Linked DNA regions of Urocitellus parryii: region 1 is linked to region 2. The links are chromatin contacts, called in public Hi-C maps. All regions are on one chromosome and are shown on one strand. Each heading gives the region's core, a stretch centred on a gene start, on an enhancer-like site or on the middle of the called end of the contact. The rest is flanking DNA. Distances are from core to core; before and after follow the strand shown. Region 1 holds the start of Oser1 (oxidative stress responsive serine rich 1). Region 2 holds the start of Srsf6 (serine and arginine rich splicing factor 6).

Region 1 (6,354 bases), core at 2,819-5,318, 540 kb before region 2:
AATCACTTTTAGGATACCTATCACAAGAAGGTTAGAAGAACCACTTACAAAACATCTGTCACTGTTAACAGGAATCTTATAACTAGCACAGCCTTTTAATTAAACAGCATCTCTATGTGCATTAAGTCAATACCTAGTTAATTTCCTGAACATAAGATCCACAAAGTTCAGAGATTTTTTTTGGTACTGGGGATTGAACTCAGGGGTATTCAACAACTGAGCCACATTCCCAGCCATATATAGTATTTTACTTAGAGATGGTCTCACTGAGTTGCTTAGTGCCTTGCTGTTGCTGAGGCTGGCTTTGAACTTGTGATCCTCCTGTTTATACCTCCTGGGCCACTGGGCCTATAGGTGTGGGTCACGGTGCCCAGCTGTTCAGAGTTTTTTGATGGCTAAAAAGATACTGTTGGTACAGGGCCCAAGTCTAGCTTTTTGTTCATTCAGGTTTGGGTTTTTATTTAGCAAGATGGGGGTGTTTTTTTTTTTTTTTAACTGGGGCTTAAATCCAGGGTCTTGCATATACTAAGCAAATGCTATATCCCACTGAGCTATATCCCAGCACCTCACCCTTTTTTCCATTTTATTTTGATACATTTTATTGTCTCTCTAAATTGCTGTGGCCAGCCTTGAACTTGCCTTCCTCTTGCTTCAGCCTCCTGAGTAGCTAGAATTACCAGAGAGCATATTTTGTAGCTTCTCCATCTCATTCCAAGTCATGATGCCCTACATAGTGAGTCAGTCCTCTATATAATGACTTGAAAGTTAAAGCTGCATCAAGTGTGAGTTAATAGATTCAGTGTTCCCAAGAAGTTCTCACCTTTCAGTCCTCTTAATGATTCACATCTCAAACAATATCTAACTTTATGATGGAGAGGCTTACAAAAAAGGAACTTTTTCTTTTTTAGTTTTTAGTATTTAATGTCTTAACAGGTAAAAGTAAAATAAAATGAGAAGTCACCCAAATTGTATTGAGCAGTTACCTCCCAGGCTTTGTGTTAAGCTCTGGGAATTCAACAATGATCTAGACACAGTCCTCACACTCAAAAGAGGTATGACATTTTAACTCAAGGTATATTTTGAAATGGCAGCTAAAAAATACATATTTGGTATTGATGCAACACTTGGAAACTTCTGAGGAAAAAAATGTCAATTTCCCTCTTCTTTTCCAGAAGTTGTCAAGAAGAGCAGCTGAGAATCAATAGGCGTTTGAGACAGTTTAAATCCTGACTTACTATGTGACACAGGACCACAGGAATTAGAACAAGTTACCTAATCTTTCTGAGTCCCACTCATCCTCACCTGCAGAATGTATAAAATCACAGGAATAGTAAATGAACATATGTACATAACTGCTACTCAGAAAAAGAAAGCCATTATTTATTAGCATCATATTATAACTACAGTTTTCTTTCTTCTCCTGTCAGTTATTGAGCCACTGATATAAACAAGGAGAATCTAAAATGTTTTACCTACGCCTACAACATGCTTTAGCAAACTTATACCGATACTATTCCACTTATGATGGGGTTACACCCAGATAAAGTCATCATAAACTGAAAATATCTTAAACCAAAGATGCATTTGATATACATAACTTACTGAACATCAAAGCCTGGCAACAGTACACTGTAGGGTCTCTGTGGTTTACCCTCCTGACTAGGTGACTGCCTGACAGTGGGAGTTGCAGCTCCCCGCCTAAGCCCAGCATCCTAAAAGGGCATATTTCAAGCCCTGGGGGAAAAAAAAATCAAAATTCAAAATTTGAAGCCTGGTTATTACTGAATGCAATATGTTTTCACACCATCGTGAAGTCAAAAAATCCTAATTCAAACTATCAGCAGTTGGGGGATTGTCTGTACAATGAATTTTAATTCATTCCCAGAGTCAAGCATTCCATGGGTGTAGTTAAGCTGATAAAGGTGAATTGTCTTCAAAAGCCAATTCAGCTAATAGGACTGGAGAATAAGGGTGATGGAGCCAGTTTGGGTTCAGGGTTACTCCCTCACTCTAGGGCTGGGGGTAAGGATAGCCTTAGGCCTGAGCCTAAGCAACTCCATCTTAAAAACTCCAGTTTGAAACCTGCAGTCTCACCAGGCATGCCTAATGGAGCACTCCAGTATGGTGCTTAGGCACAAACAAGTCACTTTTCCCCACCCTGATAATCCCAGAGTGAAGTCTCTAGCATGTTGTCCTTGCCCCATAGAGGGAAAGGCAAGAAAATCAGGGTGGGAACCAACAGACCCAATGCTTTAACCCCAGGGTAAAGACATCACTGAGAGACCCAGTGGCAGCTGATAGGGACTGAAAGGGTGGTCAAAGCCCCAAAATTTAGTATAAATGAAGGAGCAAATGAACAGACATTCAGCCAGTCGACACTGATGCACACAAGTCTGAGAGCCTCGTGAGGACCCAGACTGAAATCCCAACTCTTCTCATCTGCCTGATCCTCTGTGTTATTCTCTCCGCTCTCATACTCTACAGCAGCCACTTGACTCTGGCGAGAAAGAGACTTCTCCCTATGACCACTTCCTCAGCCAGCCATCAGCTCCACCCCAGGAGAAGCCTGCCATCTGATCACCACAGTCTGAGTGAGTGTGCATCTGCTAGACTTAGAGCCTAAGGCTCTAAGTCACACTTGAGCTTAGCATGCAGAGGGAATGTCTGTCATGAGCTTGTCATGATTAAGTGTGTTTGCAGCACTTAGAATTAATGTATAATTGTTTGCTGTGAATTACATCTCTTTCAGTGTCTAGCACTAAGTATTGTCATTTTCTTGATTAAGAACCTACAGAAGGGCTGGGGTTGTGGCTCAGCGGTAGAGTGCTTGCCTAGCTCACATGAGGCACTGGCTTCAAAACTCAACATCACATAAAAATAAAGGTTATTGTGTTCACCTACAACTAAAAAAAACCACGCATATTTAAAAAAAAGAACCTAGAGAGTGAAATTATATTGAGTGATTTGAGTGAATAAAGCATTGACAAAGGCAGAAGCGTGGACATTCTTTATTTCTTCCCCTTGACTGCAAAAGTCACACCTTTTGCCACTGTGACATTGGGTCAAAAGTAACAGAATTGAGACAGTCATCTTTTCCCACGAAGCTTTGAGAAGTGGAGCTGGGCAAAGGCAGGTGAGGAGAGGCATAGCTAGATTGGCAGAACCAGTCCTGGTGATGGAGGAGGCAGCAGCTGCTGCAGAGCTCACCCCTTTCCCGTCTGCTGAGTGAGTAACCATCAGAATCATAAATATATAGCGATCCCTAAAAAAATCACCGACGTAGGTGACCTGCCTAAACTTTGTGGAAAACTTTGGTGTGTATGTGCATTTCTCTGGCGAAAGGGTCTATACTTCTCACCAGATTCTCAAAGGAGTCCCTGAAAAAAGGACACATGCAGATATCGTCCAACTTCCTCATTTACTAGACGAAGAAACTGAGGCTCAGAGAGGAATAAGCAGTTGCCTTGAATCAAACAGAGGCATCAGAAGCGAAGGCATTTCGGTTTTAATTCTGGCCTCGCATTCCTGGTCACAACTATGACCGATACCTCCTCGCTTCTCAGAAGGCCCTGAAAAGATCCCAGGAGGCAAGGGTTGCAGCCCGAGCCCAAGACTTTGCAGGCGATCCATACCCCGGCATTGAGGGGACTTGGCCAAACTCTCAGAAGGGTCTCTGTACGAAGGCTCCCCCACGCGGACCTCACCCTCGAGGAATCCCGTTGCCTTGGCGATTCCTAGTGAAGGACTAAGCACAAGGAGATCCCCGGGAAGTGGAGACGGCTTGGCCACTGGGAAGAGTTATGCCTACTCACTCACCTGACAAAAAAGAGGAAGCAGACACGCCCCAAGAGTCGGTCCCCAGCAAACCCACAACACCGGAGTGGGAGAGAAAAGAATAACAGGAAATGACGCGAGCGCACGTGCTTCAGAGAGGGGCAGGGCGGGGCATGGAGAGACGCGTCCTCCACCGCGCGCCTGCGCGGCCATGCCTACTGCCCTGCCGAGTCACTGGGGTGGGAGGGGCATGAGCAGGAGGCGGGGCGCGTGCCGAATGACGCAGGCGCAGTGCGACTCCGGAGGCGCGGGCCGCCCCTGCCGCGGGTTTGGATCCGGGTCAGTCAGGCGCGGCGGTCGGGGAGAGACGATCTGAACTGACGGGACCGGATCACCGGAGCGCCCCAGCTGCGAGGAGGTAAGTGCCGTGACGTGACGGGGAGGGGCCGAGAAACGGCATGTCGGCCTCCAGGTCCTGCCCGGGCGCGGGCAGTTTCCTCTGGGTTCGCCCACCTCTCGTAGCGTCTTCTCCCGGCGCCGACTACTTGGGCCGGGCCTGAACCTGCGCCTCTCGGCGCCGGCTATTCCGCGGCGGTCTGGATCTGCCGGAGCTCCGCGCTCTCGCCGCTTCCCGCCTTTCTGCCCTCCCGCCGTCCCCGCCCCGCTCCTTCGCGGTCTCCCGCCCAGCCTTAGCTTCCCCTTTTTCGCCCTCCAGGGCCGCCCTTTGCCCCTTCCCGCCTTTTCCCGCTCTCCTCCGAGCCCGGTTCTCGTCGGCTGCGCCCCTCGGGTCCGCTTCCGTCTTCTCCCGCATCCCTAGCTCCTCGGCTCCCGTTCCGGCCTGGGAATTCTTCCGAGGGGGCAGCTTTCCGAGACACTTCTCCGAGACCCCCGCCTCAGGTCGTAGCCTTTTCCTGATTCTGTTTAACCGCGACAGGCCCAGATTCTAGTTGGAACGTATTAACGTGGTGTTTTGGCTGGAGTCCTGCGATTGTTGGGTTGAGTGGTCGTGCAGAGAGAGATGTGTGATTTTTGTCTTTGGGGGTCGATTGTTTCAACCCGGTGTTTGCATCTATGAGGGTTGCTGAACAGTTAGGCTCCATAGTGGTCAGGAAAAGTTTCGAAGTCTTTTAACATTGTGATGACACGCTTACGTGCGGATCCCTTTTTTAATTGTTCTCAGGTCTTTTCAGGGTCCTAGAAATGGAGAATTAGGCTTGAAGTTTAAGGAGGTCTTGGTTAAAACGTCAAGATGGAATTAGATCATGTGGATGCTGTTCGTCGAAAGAGAAAATCAGGAATTTTCTGTTTTGATGGAAGAACTTACACAATAATTTTCTTTGTCATTTTTGAAAGAGTGGGGGAACGCTAGCAGAATTAAATTGTGGTGTGATTTGGCTTAAAACAATGCAAAATTATTTTTTAAATTTTTATTTTATTTTATTTTGGTACTTGGTATTGAACCTAGGGCCCTTTACCACTGAACTACAACCTCAGCCCTTTTTATTTTTTATTTTGAGACGGGGTCTTGCTGATTTGCTTAGGGCCACCAATTTATGATCCTCCTGTCTTGGCCTTCTGAGTCGCTGGGAATGCAAAATGACTTTTTTTTTTTTTTTGCAAAATGACTTTTGATAGGCCTTTCTTTACAAGTTTAATCTCTTTGGGGATTGTTCAGCTTCAAGAAAATACAGCAGTCTGCAGTGAAAATAGTCTCTCATAAATTTGATATTAATGAAGATGGGCAAACCAATTATATTTGTTGTCTAAAATTAGTTGTACAACTTTTGGCTTTGAGTGAATGGAAACCTAGGAATACAGAGGAGCACAGAGTATGCCTTTTGTGATTACAAGCAGGCTCTGATCTCTCTCTTATGGTCATGCCTGAGATTCACCTTTGCTCTGGGTTAAAATAAGAAAATAAACATAAGTAATTGAAATACTGGAAGTCTGAACATAGTTTAGACAATACTTCATTCTTGAAGTTTTAGTCTGTAACTGAAATTTTATTTTGGCCTATTTTGGTTTTTAGATAATAGATCTTTTTTGGTATGTCAACAAGAATATTAACTAAATTTGTGTTAACACCTAGAGTGGTCACCTGCCTTGCTATTAAGTCAGCAGTCTATAATTAAAAGTTACATATCTGGGTGCAAAGCTGCTCAGGCAGTAATTTATTTTTAAGTTTCTGAAGGGCAGGAATGAGATTCCAGTCTTTACAGAAATGGAGTTCCCAGGGACCCTTCTATCCCTAGTCTTCCAGTCCGGTGCCAAGCACGTACATGGTAGGAATTTTGGAAATATTGGTGGGAGGAATAAATTTCTGTCTGTAGAATCCAGCAATGTATACTTACGCGTGATGTGTACTTATTTATTTATTTAGACTGATTTATTTCCATAGGAACCCCAAGATTGTTTGTGTGGGGATCTTCTGGTTGGGGAGACTGGGTTCAGATGATCTATTAACTATGTACATGCTTATAGACAAAGCATTTGGTCATAAAGTAATCCAGGAGAACTGTAAATCAAATTTTATTTTATTTATTTTTTTTTTAAAGAGAGAGGAGGGAGAGAGAGAGAGAG
Region 2 (7,264 bases), core at 3,089-5,588:
CAACAATCTGTTAAGCAACTGACCTTATCAAAAGATCTGCTAAGTACCTGTTAAATGTTATCTTTCCGCAGAAAATGCAGTATATGCCTATCCACTTTGAACGATACACTAAATTTCTATTCAGATAAAGGCTACTTCCATTTTTACATAACATTAAAGACCACTGAACCATACTCTTAACTACACTAATCTCATTAACCACCTCCAGAGCATGGGATCACTAACTAAAGATCCCAAGCCCTAAGAGCTATTTCCTAAATAATCCAGTCAAATCATAAGTTCGAAAACAGTCTATTTAAAAACTCATTAATTCAGGCAAAATTGTGTTATAGATTGACTACAAAATATCTTTTTATTTTTAACCCAACTTGTTAGAGGGGCAGATAAAGACTTTGGCAAATTTGATTAACAGCACAAAATAATGTTATCCAAACTGAATAATTTATTGCTGGTCTGAGGCTTGCCTTGTTTTACACTTTAGTAGAATTTACACTGTTTCCACAAATAGCAGATATCAACATTAAAGGAATTTGATAGTGACCTATTCAATAAGGCAATCATCTTGGTAGCAAACTTTTATTTAAATCTTACATAACTCAAGCTTTATAAAAAGCCAACATAATTGAAAATTGGATTCTCCCTCTAAAGCCTTAAGTATCCAAAGCTTGAAACGGTTAATTTAAAAATAAGCAAACAAATGAAATAACAAAAAAAAAACCCCTGCAGCAGATCCTGCTGAAAATACTTAAAAAAAAAATCTAAATGAGCTTAATCTTTACAAAAGTTATTTTAGCTCAAAAGCTATAAAATCAAAGTTATCTTAATTCTACAAAGAAGGGAGAGGGTCTTTGACTTCATGCCACCATTTTAGAACCTCATCTTTTTCATCAATTTGGCCACAAATCAAATTTTTGTGTGCTCCTGCTCTCAGGAGATTCCTCTTGCAGAAGAGGCCAAGTATAAACATGGAAGAGTAACTGCCTAAGCAAGTAGGAAAGTGTCCCATAATAGTGTGCAAAGAATGTAGAGTTCTGGGTTAATCTCTGGAACTTGATCTGGACCTTGACCTTGAGCGAGATCTAGAACGGGATCTTGAAGTAGCTCTTTTTGGTGGAGGGGACACAGAACGAGCCTTTGAGGGTGGAACAGGAAGGGGTGAATTGGAACGAGACTGGCTCCTTGATCTGGATTTTGACTTTATATCACCTTTTCCATTTTCTTTGGGGGACCGAGATCGAGACCTGCTTCGGGACTTTTCATACTCATCCTTAGATCTGCTTCGAGAATGTGAATGGGAACCCCGATCAGACTTGGGCTTAGATTTGCTTTTTGATCTAGATTTCCTGCCTTTTGATCGAGAACGTGATCGACCTTTGCTCCGTGACCTGGATCTGGACAAGAAAAGGCAGATTTTTTTTTTCAGTTATCGGGTCAGAACATACACATACTCCATGAAGAAGTATAATTATATTTAGGGGGAAAAAATCCTAATTCCACAGTATTTACCGGGAGCGACTTTTTGAGACACTTCGAGATCTACTGCGGCTGCTCCTGCGACTCCTACTTCGTGACCTCCTTCTTGATCGTGACCTGTATAAAAACACAATGAATATTAATCTCAAGGATATTTGTGCCACTCCGAAGAAGCAACAATAGAGTGCTTACTATAAAATTAACCTCATTAACAAAACATCTAGAAAAGAACAAGGAGACACAACCAAATGAAACCTATCTTAAGTTCAATTAAGCAACAACTGAAAATGACTCAAGTACCCCTTTTCCAGCCCACTACATGTCTTTCAAGTTACCTAGATCTGCTTCCAGAATAAGACCTCCTATGGCTTGCTCGTGGCTTATCTTCAATAAGTCTAATATTCCTGCCATTTATCTCTGTACCATCCAGTTTATCCAAAGCACGCTTCATGTCAGAGTAGGAGCGAAATTCAATTACACCTTCATTTGTACGTTCTTTGTGAGCATCTGCATATGTTACTTCACCTGCTTGCCGCATGAAATCCTGAAACAATAAGACTTATCAGACTCACAAGCTGGTCATGCTGGTTTTAGTTCTCAGAAAAAAAGGTACCAAAAGGGCCTACCTTTTAAGAATTAATCAAATCTCAACTCAAATTATAGGACATACCTTTAAATCTTGCCAACTGCAACGACTAGAAAGATTTTCTACAATAAGCCTGTACTCTGTACGAACAGGAGGTCCATATTTGTCTCTGCCAGAGGTTCTCCGACTGCTGTATCCACCTCCACCACCTTTATCACATGAAGGGAACAATTAGTTGCTTTGCAATGATAGGGATGCATAATGTTTTTGAAAGTTAGTACAAACATATCAACTTTTATTTACTGGAGTAGGACTTTGCTATTATACTGCTAAACCTTCGATACATTTGTGATTTGCCATAAATTAAATTAAGGGCAAGTCAAATAGACTAAATCCAACTAAACCTCTCCTACAATCTGTTAGAGAGTGACTGCTCCTTTATTCAATTTACCTCGCTAAGTTTTATTTTACAGAACATTGTAAAATATAAAACTTAACTGATTACATGCATTTCTACATTTTACAAAAATTTTTACTAGTTACACTAAGTACTTACATCACAGTGTGAGGTTTTTGGTGGTGGTTTGGCCACAAAACACGCAAGGTAACAGTCACCTAGTTCAGATTAACCAGTTTTGTCTAACCCTTGGAATCCTCACCATCACCCTGCGTCTAATGGCAAAAGGCTGCTGTCGTCATGGCTTCCGGTAAGGTCAGCCAAAGGGTCATAGGGCAAGGGTCACACAATGTATGGAAAAGCCAAGGCCAATCAGGAAAGGCAGTCATCTTAGCCTCAGTGGACACAGCCTCAGCCCCATTGGTCACTTTCAAATTGAAACATCAAGGACTTGTTAAAAAGTTTGAATTCAACATGCAACAATTTCAACATCAAACATTTAACATAACCAAAAATCCCCCCAACCTCCTCCCAATAACATGCCCCAAATAGTTTAAGAACAGCATAAAGCTTATTTAGATTTACTCTGTGGTACAATACCACAATACTTTAAAATAGTATTTTCTTTGCCCCCCACCAATTTTACTAGCTCTTCAGATCTACACCTCAAGCTCCTCCCCTTTCCCCACCCCCTACCCCACCGCCACCCCAGCCTGTCCCCAAACTTCCACATTTCTATCTAATGCACTGACTAATAAGCAAGGGGCATAGGAGAAATACAGTCATCCCTTGCTTCCAAGTGGGCAGAACCCACGATAGTGCCAAGGAGGGCCCAGCAGAAGCCACCCCCCTCCCAACTTGGCCAAAACCGAATACCCAGACCCAAACCCCGCGCTCCGGTGTCCCATGGTTGTCCCGGGCAGGGGTGGAGGCAGCGGGGCCCAGGGACAGCCGGGTCAAACGACTCCCGGCCCCCGCACCTGCCCGGGCTGGGAGGCCCAACCCCGCCCACCCTAGTGCCTGCGCCCGCCCCCCAGGTCCCAAAGGCGCGGAGCGCGCGGGGGAGGGACTCACTGCGGCTTCCGTAGCTGTAGCCGTCGCGATCGCGGCGCGGGCCCCGGGCGTGCTCCACGATCACGCGCTCGCCGCAGAGCTCCTTGCCGTTCAGCTCGTAAACGGCGTCGTCGGCGTCGCGGGAGTCCTCGAACTCCACGAAGCCGTACCTGAGTGGGGGGGCGCGGGCCAAGCACCGGCGGGGTCGTCGTTAGCCGGTGTCGCGCACGTGCGCGCACCCGCGATCCCCGCGCGCACCCGTGGCGCCGCGCCGCCGCCATCTTGGAGGCTCTGCCACGCGGCGCCGCGGCCTTGGCCGCCTTGTCTCTCGGACAGCCCCAGCCGCCACTAGGCCCAGGGCGTTGGGCACGAACGCGGGCGCCCAGGCCCGACTCACCCATTTTTGAGGTCTACTTCGAGGAGGCGGCCATAGCCGCTGAAAAAGCGCTGGATGTCCTTCTCCCGGACGTTGTAGCTCAGGCGTCCTATGTAGACGCGAGGCATGTCCGTGGTGGGCGAGGTCCCGAAGGCTGGCTGTCGGACGGCGGACAGCAAGGCAGTAGCCGCGGTGCGGGTGCGGGGACGGCGAGGGCCCGAACACGCGCCTCACACCGCAGCGGCGGCCGAGTCCAGCCACACAATGGTGTGCGTGCGCGCCAGAGCTACGCTATATGGGCGGCTGGGGGCGGGGCCGGCGCGTGACGTCAATGCGCAGCACGCACCCTCCCGCGTTGAGCCCCGCACTCGGGAGTGACTTGCGGGTACCCTGCACGCGACGTGTCAGTGGAGTGTGACCTTGCTTTCAAGTTTTTCTCCAGTACTCCCACCCGGCTCTGTAAACATTATATCCTGTGGTCTAGCCGCGTACTTGTCTTTTCATTTGCGCTTTTTAATAAACTTCCCCTCTGTATTCTCCACCACGAGAACCTTCCATTTTTATTGGCTCTGGAGGTTGTCATAAAAAGTCACTCTGGTCTCTGATTGGTCGGTTAAAACGAGGCTGTGCATTTCCTCCTCGGATTGGTTCACGCCCACTTGGCTGGGGGTAGTGGTCTCGCACACAGTTGGCTCGCCAGCTTCGCTGAGTCCGTAGCTTGTGTTTCGTCTTGGGAGTCGTGTTGCGAGCGCTCTGCCCTTCCAAGTTCAGTCCCTTGGGGACTTCACGGCCTTCATCAGCTTCCCACGCCTTCCTGCACCTGACCCTCCATGGCTTTTCTTTGGAGCACCGGCAGCGTGTAGATTGGAGTGTACATTGGAATCTGGCACTCGCTGCAGTGGCTCACAAAGGGAGCATGACCAAGGACCCTGGCACTAAAGGACTTTCCCACAGCAATGAGCTCTTTCTCCTATTTGGAGAGTCTGTGGAACCAAATCTAAATTTTCCTCCATTGGTTTGGAAGGCATTTTATTGATGGCAGAAATAAACATTTGTGAGGTTATCAATAGAGATGCCACTTAAAACTGCAGAGCTAGATAAGCACAAAGTAGTTTTCCGGTAGAGAGCAGAAGTCCCATAACTATACCCTGGAGTACCAGGAAGGGAGACTGGAAAAGGAATGACTGCAAGTCACAAAAAACAAACAAACAAACAAACAAACCAGGAGAGTACAATGTCACAGAAGCTAAGAGAAAAATAGGCTATCGCTGAGATAATACAGGTCTTAGGTATTTGTGCATCCCCGCTCTTTTTGAGTCACACAGTGTCAATATTCTTCAGCCCTTAGTTGAAAATGGGCGAATTTGTCCGCAAGGGACATCTGGCAGAGTCTGGAAGCATTGTTGGTTGTCATTGTTGGGGGAGGCAAGTTAATACAGTCATCTGGCCTGGTGGGGAACACCTGTAATCCCAACAACTTGGAGACTAAAGCAGGAGGTTTGCAAGTTCAAGGAAGCCAGAGCAATGTAGGGACACCCTGTCTCAAAATAAAAAGGGCTACAAATTTAGTTCAGTGAGAAAGCACCCCTAGGTTCAATCCTATACTGTCAAAATAAACAAAAAAGCTTAACAACAACAAACCCTGCCACCAGTCTGGTGGGTAGAGGTCAACCTTAAAATTAAATAAATAAGAAATATAGATTTAAAACAAATTTTAAATACTTATAGAGTATAATTAGGGAGATGAGACTTCAACAATATTATAATATTTTTGTACTCATCAAATTGTCAACATTTAAAAATTTGTGAAAATTAATTATTTGCAAGAGGTAAACTGGAAAACTACCCTCATAGTGTTATGCTCGAATTCGGGACCCCCAAAGACCACCAGAGACCCAAGATCGATGTAAGCAGCAAAGAGGTGTTTATTGCAAGCTAGCTCTGTTCTTTGCCCAGGGGCGCGCACACACACACAGCAACTGGTGACGCTGAGAGGCCCCAAGCCCAGGGTTTGCAGCAGTTTTATACATTCTTTGGAGAGGGCAGGGACTTCACATACATCATAGCAAATCATCACACACCGGGGGAATATCAAATAACAACTCTAAAACATGATTAGCACATTCACTGGCTGGAACAAGTTGGGTAGGGGTGATTGGTCAGTTCAAAAGGGGTATTCATTTGAACTGATTGGTTTAAACCAAGAGGGGTGTTTGTGCTGAACTACATGGCTTCCCAACACCATAAACTACTGGGAGGGTCATCTGGCATCCCAGGTATTTCCCTGTCTCACGCTGATTGGTGGCTGCTAGGGATCCCCACCTAGCCTGACTGAGTCAGGGACACCTGGCGCAGCAGATCTCTCCTGTTATTTGTAGATGAACACTTAGCAGGGTGGGAATGTGCTTAGGAGTGCTCTGTGGGTCTTTCCAAGGTCTAAGGTCATGTCCCTTCCTTGGACAGGCTTTGCTCTGAGATAGAGGCTGGTTTTTGGTTTTTCAATAGTGCTCGTGGGGCTGAACATTAATTGTTTTAACTTTTTTTTTTAATGGTACTTGGGATTGAAGGGGGGAGGGGGCGCTTTAACACTGAGCTACATCATACATCTCCAGTCCATCCTTTCTTTTTTTTTTTTAAATTTTAATATTTATTTATTTATTTATTTATTTTTTATTCTTTATTCTTGGCGGACACAACATCTTTGTTTGTATGTGGTGCTGAGGATCGAATTCGGGCAGCTCGCATGCCAGACGAGCGTGCTACTACTTGAGCCACATCCCCAGCCCCATCCTTTCTTTCTTTTTCTTTTTCTTTTTTTCTTTCTTTCTTTCTTTTTTTTTTTTTTTTGGTGCTGGGGATCAACACAGGGCCTTTGTGCTTGTAAGGCAAGCATTCTACCAACTGTTTAATGTTTTGTGCTGCAGGGTCTTGCTAGATTGCTGAGATTGACCTTGAATTTGTGATCCTTGGATCATCTGCCTCTCAGCCTCCTGCATCTCTGGGATTGTGGTCATACACCACCACCTAGCTGAACATTCCTTTTGAAAAGGAACTGGAATAGGACTTCTTAAAGAATACATGTGGAAAGTAGGTATTGCTGCCTCTCACCTTGCTCATTTGCCCTAAAAGAAGGATGCCCCCCCAAATATCCTCTTTTTACCTCTCCTTCCCAGAGTTGAATAGTTACTCTGAACAAAAACAAAACAAACAAGCAAACAAAAAAAAACCCATATAATGCTGCAGTCTGGCTGGGAACAATTCAGGAGCCACTTATCAAGCAGAAACCAACTTTATTTTTAGAACACACACACCATACTGCAAGCTCTTCAGGAATTCCCTCAGAGCCCAACTGCCACCACCGGCTTCCCACAAGCCTCTC

What was found. A called contact is a pair of places that touch in the nucleus more often than the background predicts.
Region 1: a Hi-C map of muscle shows a contact between it and region 2, with 4 times the contacts expected there. The contact joins the promoter of Oser1 here to the promoter of Srsf6 in region 2. A contact is called at or near these places in 2 of 2 Hi-C or Micro-C datasets (liver and muscle).

The regions. Positions count from the first base shown.
Region 1 is chr6:184,750,145-184,756,498 of mUroPar1.hap1, reverse strand. Oser1 (oxidative stress responsive serine rich 1) reads left to right here and starts at 4,068. Exons shown (of 4, transcript XM_026383187.2): 1 at 4,068-4,192.
Region 2 is chr6:184,209,793-184,217,056 of mUroPar1.hap1, reverse strand. Srsf6 (serine and arginine rich splicing factor 6) reads right to left here and starts at 4,338. Exons shown (of 6, transcript XM_077799733.1): 1 at 3,907-4,338; 2 at 3,531-3,679; 3 at 2,144-2,268; 4 at 1,809-2,017; 5 at 1,507-1,590; 6 at 1-1,391. The coding sequence starts at 4,013. The coding sequence ends at 1,037.